2 separate regions of the Mus musculus genome follow, and region 1 is linked to region 2. A link is a contact called in public HiChIP or PLAC-seq data. All regions are on one chromosome and are shown on one strand. The core of a region is the stretch at or near the end of the contact, and the rest is flanking DNA. Distances in the headings are between cores, read along the strand shown. Region 1 overlaps Ston2 (stonin 2). Region 2 overlaps Ston2 (stonin 2).

Evidence for each region. HiChIP or PLAC-seq counts read pairs in DNA pulled down with a chosen protein or histone mark.
Region 1: a BATF HiChIP or PLAC-seq map of CD8 T cells shows a contact between it and region 2, with 8 read pairs. The contact joins two enhancer-like sites. A contact is called at or near these places in 1 of 15 datasets of contacts at CTCF or cohesin (CD8 T cells), 9 of 484 Hi-C or Micro-C datasets (bone marrow-derived DN3 thymocytes, bone marrow-derived macrophages, female germline stem cells and 5 more), 7 of 115 datasets of contacts at active chromatin or transcription factors (CD8 T cells, acute myeloid leukemia, astrocytes and 3 more) and 4 of 9 other capture datasets (adipose tissue, embryonic trunk, liver and 1 more).

The regions. Positions count from the first base shown.
Region 1 is chr12:91,732,830-91,738,529 of GRCm38.p6, reverse strand. All of the region lies in intron 3 of Ston2 (stonin 2), which reads left to right. Among named protein-coding and RNA genes, the nearest start is that of Gm34718, 21 kb to the left of the region's middle. Within about 2 kb of position 3,714, at least 109 of the 459 cell types and tissues checked have an H3K27ac peak or open chromatin away from gene starts, as enhancers often do. A contact at or near this core is called in CD8 T cells, acute myeloid leukemia, bone marrow-derived macrophages and 1 more, where this site is marked.
Region 2 is chr12:91,664,421-91,669,977 of GRCm38.p6, reverse strand. All of the region lies in intron 4 of Ston2 (stonin 2), which reads left to right. It also overlaps the pseudogene Gm51993. Among named protein-coding and RNA genes, the nearest start is that of Gm16876, 15 kb to the left of the region's middle. Within about 2 kb of position 1,352, at least 137 of the 459 cell types and tissues checked have an H3K27ac peak or open chromatin away from gene starts, as enhancers often do. A contact at or near this core is called in CD8 T cells, acute myeloid leukemia, bone marrow-derived macrophages and 1 more, where this site is marked.

The sequences.
Region 1 (5,700 bases), core at 2,465-4,964, 66 kb before region 2:
TCATAGCCTCATCTACTTCCAGTCTGTTCTCTCTACTTCCTTCATGAGGATGGGAGTGTGATCTCTTGATTTCTGGCTCTGACTCTGCTAACCTGCCATCACCACCGTTATGGATTCTAACCATCTGGGACGTAAGCCAGAGTAAGCCAGAATGAGCTTGCCTCCCTGAGTTGCCCATGATCGTGGTATCTTATTACAGCAACAGAAAACTAGCTAATGCAGGCCTACCTTTAAAAATAATTTTCTTTTTTTTTTCTTACATGCCTCCATGTCATTAAAAATAATTTCAAGAAAATATAAAAGTGGTCTGGAGTGACAGCTCAGTGGTTAGGAGCTCTTGCTGTCCACCAGAGGGCCTGGGTTTGAATCCCAGCACCGACATTGACAGCTCACAGCGGCCTGTAACCAAGTTCCAGGGGAATGTGATGTCCTTTTCTGGCTGCCTTAGGCACTGCACGCGTGTGGTGCAGACACACACGTGCAAGCAAAACACCCACGCCCATAAAACGAAATCAAGTTGAATTTAAAAAGAATATATAAAATACAGTTCTACTGTATAACATGTGTTTTCATTTTGACAGAATACCTCACACATTCAGGTATACTTTTTCATATTTAATCATCAGATTTCCAGTGGTTCTTTCTGGTGCTTGAGCCATGATGCTCAACGCAGTGTGGGTGATGTGACAGATCCAGACTGGTTCAGTCTGGCTGGAGAGAGGGGGGGTGACCCTTACTGAACACCTAACACTGGGCTCTTCATACTCCCTGCAGGGACATTATGGAACCCAGGTGCCGTGGTTTGAATTCTTTGTCTCTCCAGGATTCATGTTGAAATCTACCCACCAGTGTGTTGGTCTTTGGGCATCTGTAAGAGATGACTAGTTCACCTTGAGGATGGAGCCTTTGTGAAGGGGATCCCTGCCATTCTATAAAAGAGACTTGAGGGAGCATGCACCTCTTCCTGTTAGTGTTTAACTTTCTGCCATGTAATGACACCAGCACTCTGCACCCTTACCAAGTCCTAATCTGCTGTCTTCATCCTGGCCTTCCCAGCCTCCCGACCTGTGAGGATCGAATGTATATGCTTTATAAATTACCCAAACCGCAGTACTGTATTGTGGACATAAGAACAGAAAAGCCAATCACACAAATCAGTACAAAGGTGTGGTTATTGTTATTATTTAGTTTTGTAGAAAGGGTTCTCATGTAGCCCAGGCTAGCCTTTAACTTTCTATGTAGCACAGGCTTGAATTTCTGATCTTCCTGCCTCCACCTCCAAAACAGTGAGATTATAGATAGCTACCACCAAGCCAGGCTGGGTTTTGGCTGGTTGGTTGGGGACAGGGGTCTGTGTATCCCTGTCTGTCCTGGAATTAGGTCTGTAGACCAGGCTGGCCTGCCTCTTATTCCAGAGTGCTGGGATTAATGGCATTGTCTTAGTTAGGGTTTCATTGCTATGAAGAGACACCAGGACCAAGGCCATTCTTATAAAGGAAAACATCTAACTGGGGCTGGCTCACAGTTTCAGAGGTTTAGTCCATTAACATGGTGGGAAGCATGGCAGCGTCCAAGCAGACATGGTGCTGGAGAAGGAGCAGAGAGTTCTACATCTTGATTCAAAGGCAGCCAAAGAGGACTGTGTCACCGGACTTAGCTTGAGCATAGGACACCTTAACGCCCGCACCGACCATAACACACGTCTTCCAACAAGGCCACACCCCCTAATAGTGCCACTCCCTATGAGCCAAGCATTCACACAGAATCTATTCACACCACCACAGGCATGCTCCACCACAGGCATGCACCGCCACTGCCTGGCTACCTGGCTGGTCTTTATTTTCAGTAAGTTACATTTGCTGGCTCCTAGTTCTCTCACTATATCATCTTATGTATTCTTTACATTATCATGTAAGGAAAGTCTTGGTATTATGTCCATGTTTCTGTGAGGACAGTGGGGCATTGTAGGAGTTCAGAATTTGCTCAAGGCTATAGGCTAAGAAGTGGCAGAAGAGAGCCTCAACATGTGACCTGCTGACCTTGAGACCTTGGAACAGCCAGAGATGAGCTGTGGTGTTGCCTCTCTCTTCCTCTTCCCACTGTCACTGCCCACTTCCCCTCTAACATGCACACGCCTGAGGGGAGGGAAAGTAGTGAGATTATAGTGAGGGCTGGGAGGAAATGGGCGGGTAGGACGCGCTGACCTTCGATAAGAATCGAAGCATCCGGATTCTTTCAAGACCTTACCTTTAGGCGCTAATTGCTCAAAACCTTTCACATTAACAGGGTCCCCTTGCCTCAGCTCTTCACCGCTTACTTTTACCCAAGTAATTTCAAGATAGCACAGGCCTATAGTCCCGGCATGCAGGAATACAACAGTTCAAGGCCACCAAAAAATTAAAAACAGCATCTTTTGCCAGGTGGTGGCGGCACATGGCTTTAATCCCAGCACTTGGGAGACAGAGACAGGCAGATCTCCGAGTTCAAGGCTAGTCTGGTCTGCAGAGTGGGTTGCAGGACAGCCAGGGCTACACAGAGAAACCCTGTCTCAAATAAGAAAGAAAAGAAATCACAAGAGCCAAATTCTAAACCTGCCAGTATCCCACTTGACCCAGGAGAGAATACACTAAATAAAAGGCTGCAGGATTCGCTCTCATCACACAAACCATCCTCTACCACGTGGGCCTACTTCCCTTGGGCTTCCTCCCTTGGACTGTTTTTAACAGTAAGAAGGAAGGCTGGTAGTGTTCAAGCCAAATGGGAAGTAAGAAAACTTGGCCGTCAGTCCACTCAGCGTGGATAACAGACATTCCACAGGTTAGAGAGGTGTTCACTGTGGAAGCTGGTGGGTAGTTCAGATTTGAACTTAAATACAAAGCATGTGGATCAATCGTTGTGTTGACAATACCATGCATATACCTGCAGGCATCACACAGAAACAGCCCATATTAGCATGGCAAGCTCCTTCATAATGCTGGATGCATAATGCATTGTGGCACTTCTTGCACTCGCTGCAGTCTGCTCTGTGATTTTGCTAACACTGAATTTTATGATCTACTAGGCTAAAATAGCAGCACCCAAAGGCAGCAGGTTCTACTACCTGTGACACCTATGAGTGTTATCTGGAGAAGGAGTTCTAGCAGATAACTCAAAGACTTCAAGAGGGAGGAGCTCAAAGGCCCTGAATACAGCCACCTGTATCCTTGGGAGAGGAAGGATTTGCCTACACTGAAAAGACAGAGTGGAGAAGATGGAGCCGAGGGCATGAAGATGCTGCTCTTAAAAGCAATAGTGATGACAACCCAGCTGAGGACTGCCAGCATCCACCAGAAGCCAGAGGGGGCAGGGAAGGCAGTCTTCCCTCAAGCCTTTGGAGGGATAGTGGTCCTGCTAACACAGACACTAAAACATAGTGTTTCTGATTTCTGACCTCCAGCCTCTATAACCATGTGGAAATAAATTACCATTATTTTAAGCTACCAATTTTGTGGTAATTTGTTACAGCAACCACTGGAAGCTCGTTCACTAAACTTCACATTCCTAAAGTATAAACGTTTGCATAAGGCTGAGAACGAGTCAGGACGGGCCAGGGCAATCAGAAATAGCATAAGCCACTTGTCAAGGTTCTGTGTGCTTTTCCAGCCACACATCACTTATTCACGTAAGCACTTCCTCTCTGCAGTTCTGCTACGTGTGGGCAACCAAAGGCACGGGGCTGAGATCAGCATTTAACAGAAAGTCGTTCAGCTTCCTCCCGAGTCTTCTGGTAGGAACACAGCTCGTGCCCCGGTGATTTCTCCTGTTCTTTCCCGTTGATAATCAACCATATGTGTTTCCATGCATGTCTTCCAACTACTTCATGTCTCTCTCTTGTTATCTTTGTTAATGTTTTACAGTTCATGGTAGCTAAGAACTTGGACTTGTCTCTGAGGAGGTAAAGGAAAAGGTGGGTGTTGGGAGAGATCTTTTGTTGTGGTTGCTAAAGAGCTTCATTTTACAGCCAGGCCCAACTGTTATGGCTTGTGAAGTATTAAACTAAAATTCCAAGTGCTCTCCCTTGTCAGTTATCAGTTACTGCTGGGGCTTTGCCAAAGTTCTTACTATGTTTGCTTGGAACCAGTGGTGACTACTGAGAGAGTTCACAGGTCATCGGTGTACCGAAAAATCAAGGGCTATCTTATGCTTTTTAGGGTCACCTGACAGCGTGGAAATGTTTTCACTATCTGTTTCTCACTTATCTACCTAAAAAAAAATATACTTTTTCTCAAGTTATTGGTTCTTATTATTCAGATTCTGAATCTCATAATTGAACTCTACATCCCAAGAAAGAATGTGCAGAGGTTAAGAAACAACTCTCAGAAGAAGAGGCCCTTCAGTTCCTCCCCTGTGAACGATGGGCACCGAACCCTGGCCGTCAGGCTTTCGTGCTGACTGCTTTTGCCTGCTAAGCCATCTCACTGGCCAGCAAGTAAACTTTTTTTTAGACTAGGAAATATCTAAATGAAGCGGAGGGGCTGTAGAGAGGGCTCGGCTGCTCTTCCAGAGGACCAGAGTTCAATTCCCAGCTCCTACAGGGTGGCTCACAGCTGTTTGTAACTCCAGTTCCAGGAGACTCCAATGTCCTCTTCTAGCCCTGATGATCTCTACATACACGTGATGCACAAATATACATGTAAGCAAAATATGTATAAGAATTAGAACAAGAACAATGTGTGATATGTATATTAAACATGAAAAATATTGGGATCTCTGGTGAAATATGGGATTTGTAGGTCTGTCTCATCATGCAGGTGGTGAAGTTCAGCCATGGAAAAGGACCCGGGGAAAGTAATTTTGGCTGTTTGGTTTTAGCCTACTTTGCAGTCAGATCAGTAATTTGTAGTTAGTTTATTCTCCATGTCTTGTTTGATGACCCTAAATCCCCAAGACTCTAGAGTAAGAGATGTCTCTGAGCTAAGGGGGAACTGTTTATATGGGTACGTGTGCCACAACACTTCATTGTGGTCATTGAGTTATGTGGTCTTGGGCCTAAGAGAATTAGGGAAGAGGATGAGCAAAAGAAGTGATCCTGACAGAGTCGTTCGTCCCTAGCAGTCATTTCTACAAGAGAAGTGAAGCCTATTCCAGCCAGCTGCTTAATATCTAAGGATTCTGGCTTGCCAAGAGGAGCTGGGAAAGCAAAGACTCACCAAGGGAAAATGCTGTCTGGGAGACTCCTTTCCTTCCCTGGATTCTTTGAAGTCTTTTTGGCAGAGGAGAGAGAAAAACAAAAGATCTCCACCTAAGAGAGAAGCCAAGGGGCCTTGGACTCCAGCCTGGAAAGGGACTGTGCTGATTGCCCCAATTAAAATGCAGCAAGGCTGTGGGCACAGTGCAGTTAGGGACAAAGAGACAGTCCCTAATGCTAGATCTTTTATTTTTAAGACATTGAAATGGAAAGACCCCCCCCCCCCCTGGGGAATTTAGAGGAGCCAGGGAGTTGTTAGCTCACCTTGACTACCCAGTCACTTATTTTATCGTGCACCGAGGCATGCCAACAGTGACTGATATGGACACTGCTCCCGAAATGCTTAAATCCATCCATGGAAGGAGCTCCTCTTCGAGTTTAAACTAGGGCAGGCGCTGAAGGGAATAAAACCCCCTTGTGGCTGGCCCAGGGAAAGGAAACACATTATTTCCTCTAGAGAAACAAGTGCATGG
Region 2 (5,557 bases), core at 103-2,602:
ACACAATGCAGAAATGTTCAAATAGCACATATGGTGTTAGTAGTCATGGTAGTGATTATGAGAAGGGGAGGTCGGTAGGAGGAATGGGGGCATAAAGTGAAGTCACCATGGGTTCTGGCTGTGTTCTGGCTTTGGATCAGTTTACAAACAAATCCAAACAAACAGTTTTGAAAAAATGCATCAAGCTTTAAACACAGACAGGATTTCTGTTCTTTTCCGTGTGCTTGGTGTTTTAATAAAATGTTTACAAAAAAGAAAAGCTAGGCATGGCGCTATAGGTAGGTAATTCCAACCCTTGGGAGGTTAAGTAAGGCAGGATGGTAGCCCGGGCTTGACAATTAGAGATGAGTCAAGTGACGGACAGTTGCCTCTAGAAGAAAGCACTGGCAAACTCCAGATTAATCACATCAATAAGAAAAATAGGAATTTGGGGCTTGAGAGATTGATTGTTCAGTAGCTAAGACCATCTGCTGCTCTTGGAGAGGACTCGAGTTTGGCTCCCAGCACCCAAGTTTGGAAGCTGACAACCACCTCTCCAATTCCAGGGAATGAAAATGCCCTCCAGCCTCCAAGAGCATCTGCACTCACGGTGCACAGAAACTCTCGAAGACACACCACACACACACACACACACACACACACACACACACACACAGAGAGAGAGACAGAGAGAGAGAGAGAGAGAGAGAGAGAAAGAGACAGAGAGAGAGACAGGGACAGAGAGAGACAGAGAGAGACAGAGACAGAGAGACTAAATTAATCTTTTTAAAAAAAAATAGAAAAATACAAATTTAACACAAGGAGTAGTTACTACGGGTTAAACTGCTCTGAATAAAACTGATGGAGCGCTTATAGAAGTAGGTTAGTAGGTTAGTGTTCCCCCATCAGGTGACTGACTGAACTGGAGGGAAGCACCCGGGCTCCTGTTTCTCACAGAGGTGCTGGGGACATGCACGTGTACAGTCCTGAGTATCTCTAAGCACCTGTCTCTGAATGTTCTACCTCAAGTCAATGAAGAGGACGGTTTAGAAACAGATTAGAAACTTCTCGTCCAAAGACAAGTTGCCTAAGCTATTGTTTTCCCTCCCCTGTAGACCGTGAACCCTCCCGTCGTGGTCTAAAGGAGGAGTTGAGGCAGAGCACTGTAGGAGTCCGTGTTACCTCATCAGCTCACAGGGGACACTGACAAACTGGGACAGATTTTTCCCCTGTTGATATTTGAAGCCTCTCCTGGGGCTTCCCCGTGGCGTGACGTCGTGTCATTGTGAATGTCACAGTGTGTTGGTTTTGGTGGCTTGGTAACTCAAGCACTGGGGCAAAGGGCACTTCTGCTTATCTGTATCACAGTGTGAGGCTTGTCCCCACACCAACACGCCATGGCTTCCTTCTCCAGTGTTTACTCAGGCGCACCTGCAAGTGAGCCCAGAGCCTGAGCCAGTACATATTTTCTGGGTGCCAGGCAATATCGTAGATTATAATAATGATGAATAAAAACAGCATAAAGATGGAAAAAAGATAAAAATGAAATGTTAGAGCCTTTACCTTCAAATTGTTTTTAGTCTGGAAACGAAGTGCGTGTGTTTCTTCTGAGAGCTGCAGTTTTCCTTTTCTCCTTTTTCTCTCCACAACCTCTGCTCAGTACATATCATCTCACCCTCACATCTCATCTATGCCTCCTCTCAGAATAGCATTCCATATAAGCAGGCTAAAAGCCATTTGACCCAGTATGTCTCCAACAGAAGCCATGAGCTCATAATCTATATCTTCTTGTTCCCACTCACTCAGAGAGCCACTCCTGACAGTGTGTGCTTTTAGTTATAATTTGCAGAAAGTGGTGTTTATTAGCTGCCCCTTCTGTGCCGGGCACTAGCCAAGCACTGGTCCACATTATCTCCAGCTGTTACCACATCCTACAAGGCATCATTTTCTAAGTGGGGGCCCTTTGGTTAAGCCACACAAGCTTTCCTCACACACAGCCTGTTCTTGGCACAATACAAGGCCCCATTCTCTTCCGTGTCTCCTGTACCTCACAGAGCTATGTGAGGTATTTGCTCGGGTGATTCAATCATGGAAACGCCCATCTGCCATCAGTTTGTCAGCTGCACATAAGCAGAACTATGTGCTTGGCGGAGGTTGGCACCGTGGCCATTAAGCTACGTGGTTGACAGAGGTTGGCAAGGTGATCATTAAGCTATGTGGTTGGCAGAGGTTGGCAGAGGTTGGCAACATGGGCATTGGCATTGTGGGCATGTTCCTTGTTCTTGTTTGACTAGGAGGTCAGTAAAGACACTTGCTTATAGATTCTGAGCTCATATTTTAGAAACACTTAAGAATTCAGCAGTAGTAGCCTGCTATGCTATCATAGGTGCACCACGCCAATGCTGCTGCTATCTATATTAAAATCTTAGGTGCACTTGAGCCTCCGAGGAAGAACCCTCCTGTACCGAGAAAGCTGTGCTATTTTGGTCCTACCTCACTAGGCTGGCTCCCTCTGAATGACTTGATACCTGCTGCTAGCTTCAGTTCTCAACACGTGCAGATGGGTATCCCATGCTGGTTAAGATGAGTCTTGCTGTGAGCTGGTAGACAAACGCTTCCGAATGGATACTAAGGGGGCATCTGCTGCTCTCTCGTGTCCTATTCTACTCTCTCATAAGCCACTCAGATTCAGACAGCTGCTGCTCAGTCCGCAGGGCTGTGCCAGAGGTTAGGGCTCAAGCCCTATTCGGTTGAGCAGGACATCTCAAAGCTGGCAAATCACTGTTGATTTCTGTTGATTTCCTGGCTGATACTCTCGTAACAGTGAGGTTGAGACGGGCTCTTCTCTAACGTCTCCTTGGCCGAGCATGCCAATGTGTACTGTAACCAAGTTGTAGATCAGGACTTAACTCTGCTTGCAGGGCTACCAACCTCTAAAGAGCAGGTTTGGAGTTCACAGTGACTTTCCCAGTGGTGACTTTCTAAGTCTGCCTTCCAGATTCTGGGGGTTTAGCCACCTGATGCCATTGGGCTTTTGTGATGTAATGTGGACATCGCTCTCACACTTGGCTTTGGGAGGTATGAGGAATGGAGACAGGCGTTAAGCTTTTATTTAGAGCGGCTGCACTTTGCTTTTGTAGACTAGGAACTCCTTCTTTAGAGAGCCATAAGTCCTTTATTGCTCACTTCCTCTTCCCCAAAGGGAAGTGTCTCTTCCTTGCTGGCAGTTCCAGTGGGTTTTGTCCATGGCTCTAATGTCCCCACCATGGGGCCAAAGTCACAGCCCTGTCCAAATAACATTACTATTTTTTCCTTTTTAATGATACACTCCTGGATAGATAGATCATTTTCTCCATATATTGAAATGATCTCAATATTTAATATATATTACAATGAACATCTTTTTTTGTTTTTGTTTTTGTTTTGTTTTGTTTTTTCTTTTTCAAGACATGATTTCTCTATATAGCCCTGGCTATTCTGGGACTCGCTCTGTAGACCAGGCTAGACTGGAACTCAGAGATCCACTTGGCTCTGTCTCCATAGTTCTGGAATTAAAGGCATGCACCATGCCCCATCACATCCTGGTTTATCATCTCGTACTGATTATTAAGGTTAGAAACGTATTCTCAAGCTGAAAAGGCATCCAGCTTCCTGTTTGGATGCTCGCCTGTGCTCTCAGCACTTGGAGGCTAAGGTAGGAGACTCTCCAGTTTACAGCTAGCCTGGGCTACATAATGAGACCTTGTTTCAAGGGGGCAGGAGGTACTGGAAAGATGGCTCACTGGCTAGGGACATTGACTGCTGCTTGCCATTGCCCATAGTTCTATTTCGAGGAGATCAGATACCCTCTTCTAGTTTCTGTGGGTACCAGGTATGTGTGTAGTGCATATCCACACACACAACCAAAACTACACATAAAATAAATACTACACATAAAATAAATCTATAGTTAAAAGAAAAAGCAAAACAAACAAACAAAAAAACCTGTTCTGTTTTTATATGGTATTTTGCAAATGGCTTCTGTATGTCCTGCTTGGGCCTCATATCAGTTTTGCAGTGTAGAAGTTATTGTTGCAGTGTTATTATTGCCGTGTAAAAGATATTATTCTCTGCAAAAGTAGAAGACTGAGACTCAGAAACCAAGTGAGATGCCAGAAGTGGGGTGCACACCTGCAGTCCCATTCCTCAGCAGGTCTTCATAGCCTCACCTATCCAGGGAGTTCAAGGCCACCTCAGGGCCTATTAGATCCTGTCTCTCATCTCCCTTCATCCTCCCCATGAAAGAAAACAAGGAAGTTGCTTGAGGTTAGGCAGTCCTGGCTAACACTAAGTTGCAGCCGCAAGGCCAGGCATATGAGGTTACAGAGGCTAGCTGCAATGTCACTCTTTCTTGGCTCAGATCTTATCTCTCCCTATGTGACTTTGGCCGATCACTGAACCACCGTGCTTTAGTGTCCCCATCCCTGGACGTGGTTATAACAGGGCCTGTGCCGGGTAGGTGTCTCTCAATGGGGTTTCTCCTGGGACAGAATGCCTAGCATGTAGATGTTCAGCTTGCCTTGACTTCTGTGACATGCAAAGGTGAGGTGGCAGAGACCACCGACTGCTCTGCTGCCTGTTTAGCTGCAAAGGAGATTCGAGATGATCCCTAGCCAATGCCCAAGCACAGAGCACAAGGCTACTGTTTTAAAGAATAGAAGGCAGTAGTCGGTCGACATTGCACAGTGTGTCACAGCTGGGCAAGAAGCTTTAGACTTGAAAACAGCAACCTGATGGCACGTCCCGCCCTTGTCTACGTAAGCGCCTGCCCTTCCACATCAGCAGAAATCAAATCTCCTTCATTAAACCAGCCCACCGCCGCCATCACTCATCCTTTACCCAGGATCCCACTTTGTTGATTTTCCTATGACCTGCATAGGACAGAGAAGTCTGCATCCCACAGAGAAGGCCAAACACTGCACATACTTCTCAGAATTGATATTTGAATAGTCTGCTCTCCACCCTCTTCAGTGGACCCTATGTGTCTGCTAGTAGTCTAATCAGACACTGCCTGCAGCCCCTTTTTTCTATTCTGTCTTTGCATGGCTTGTTTTTTTAAATGATGTGGGGCGGGGGAAGATCCCATTCAGTGTATATTTCATTTTGATTTTTGAGACAGGATCTCATGTAGTGCAGGCTGGCCTTGAACTTGGCCCATAGTTGAAGCTGGCCTTATCATGGTGCTTCTATCTCCTAAATGATGGGCTTATAGAAACATTACCACCATGCCTAGCAAGCAGGCTTTAGTACTGCACTTGCAGAATACTCCCCACAGGTGTGATTTTGGATATTTGTATATGGAATGTACAGCTTGGATATAACTGCAGCTGTGACATTGATCATCACAAATTTGAGTGTTTTTCATCATTTGTATGTATGTATATCTGTATCTGTGTGTGCCTTCCAAATATTCTACACTTTGTTCCTTAAAAGCCAAGGGGTTTAATATTTACATACTTATAGGAAGAAAATGTTACTGATTTTAGAACACGGTGACTTGGAACATGTATACAACCACTGTGCTTTAAACTGAGTTCGA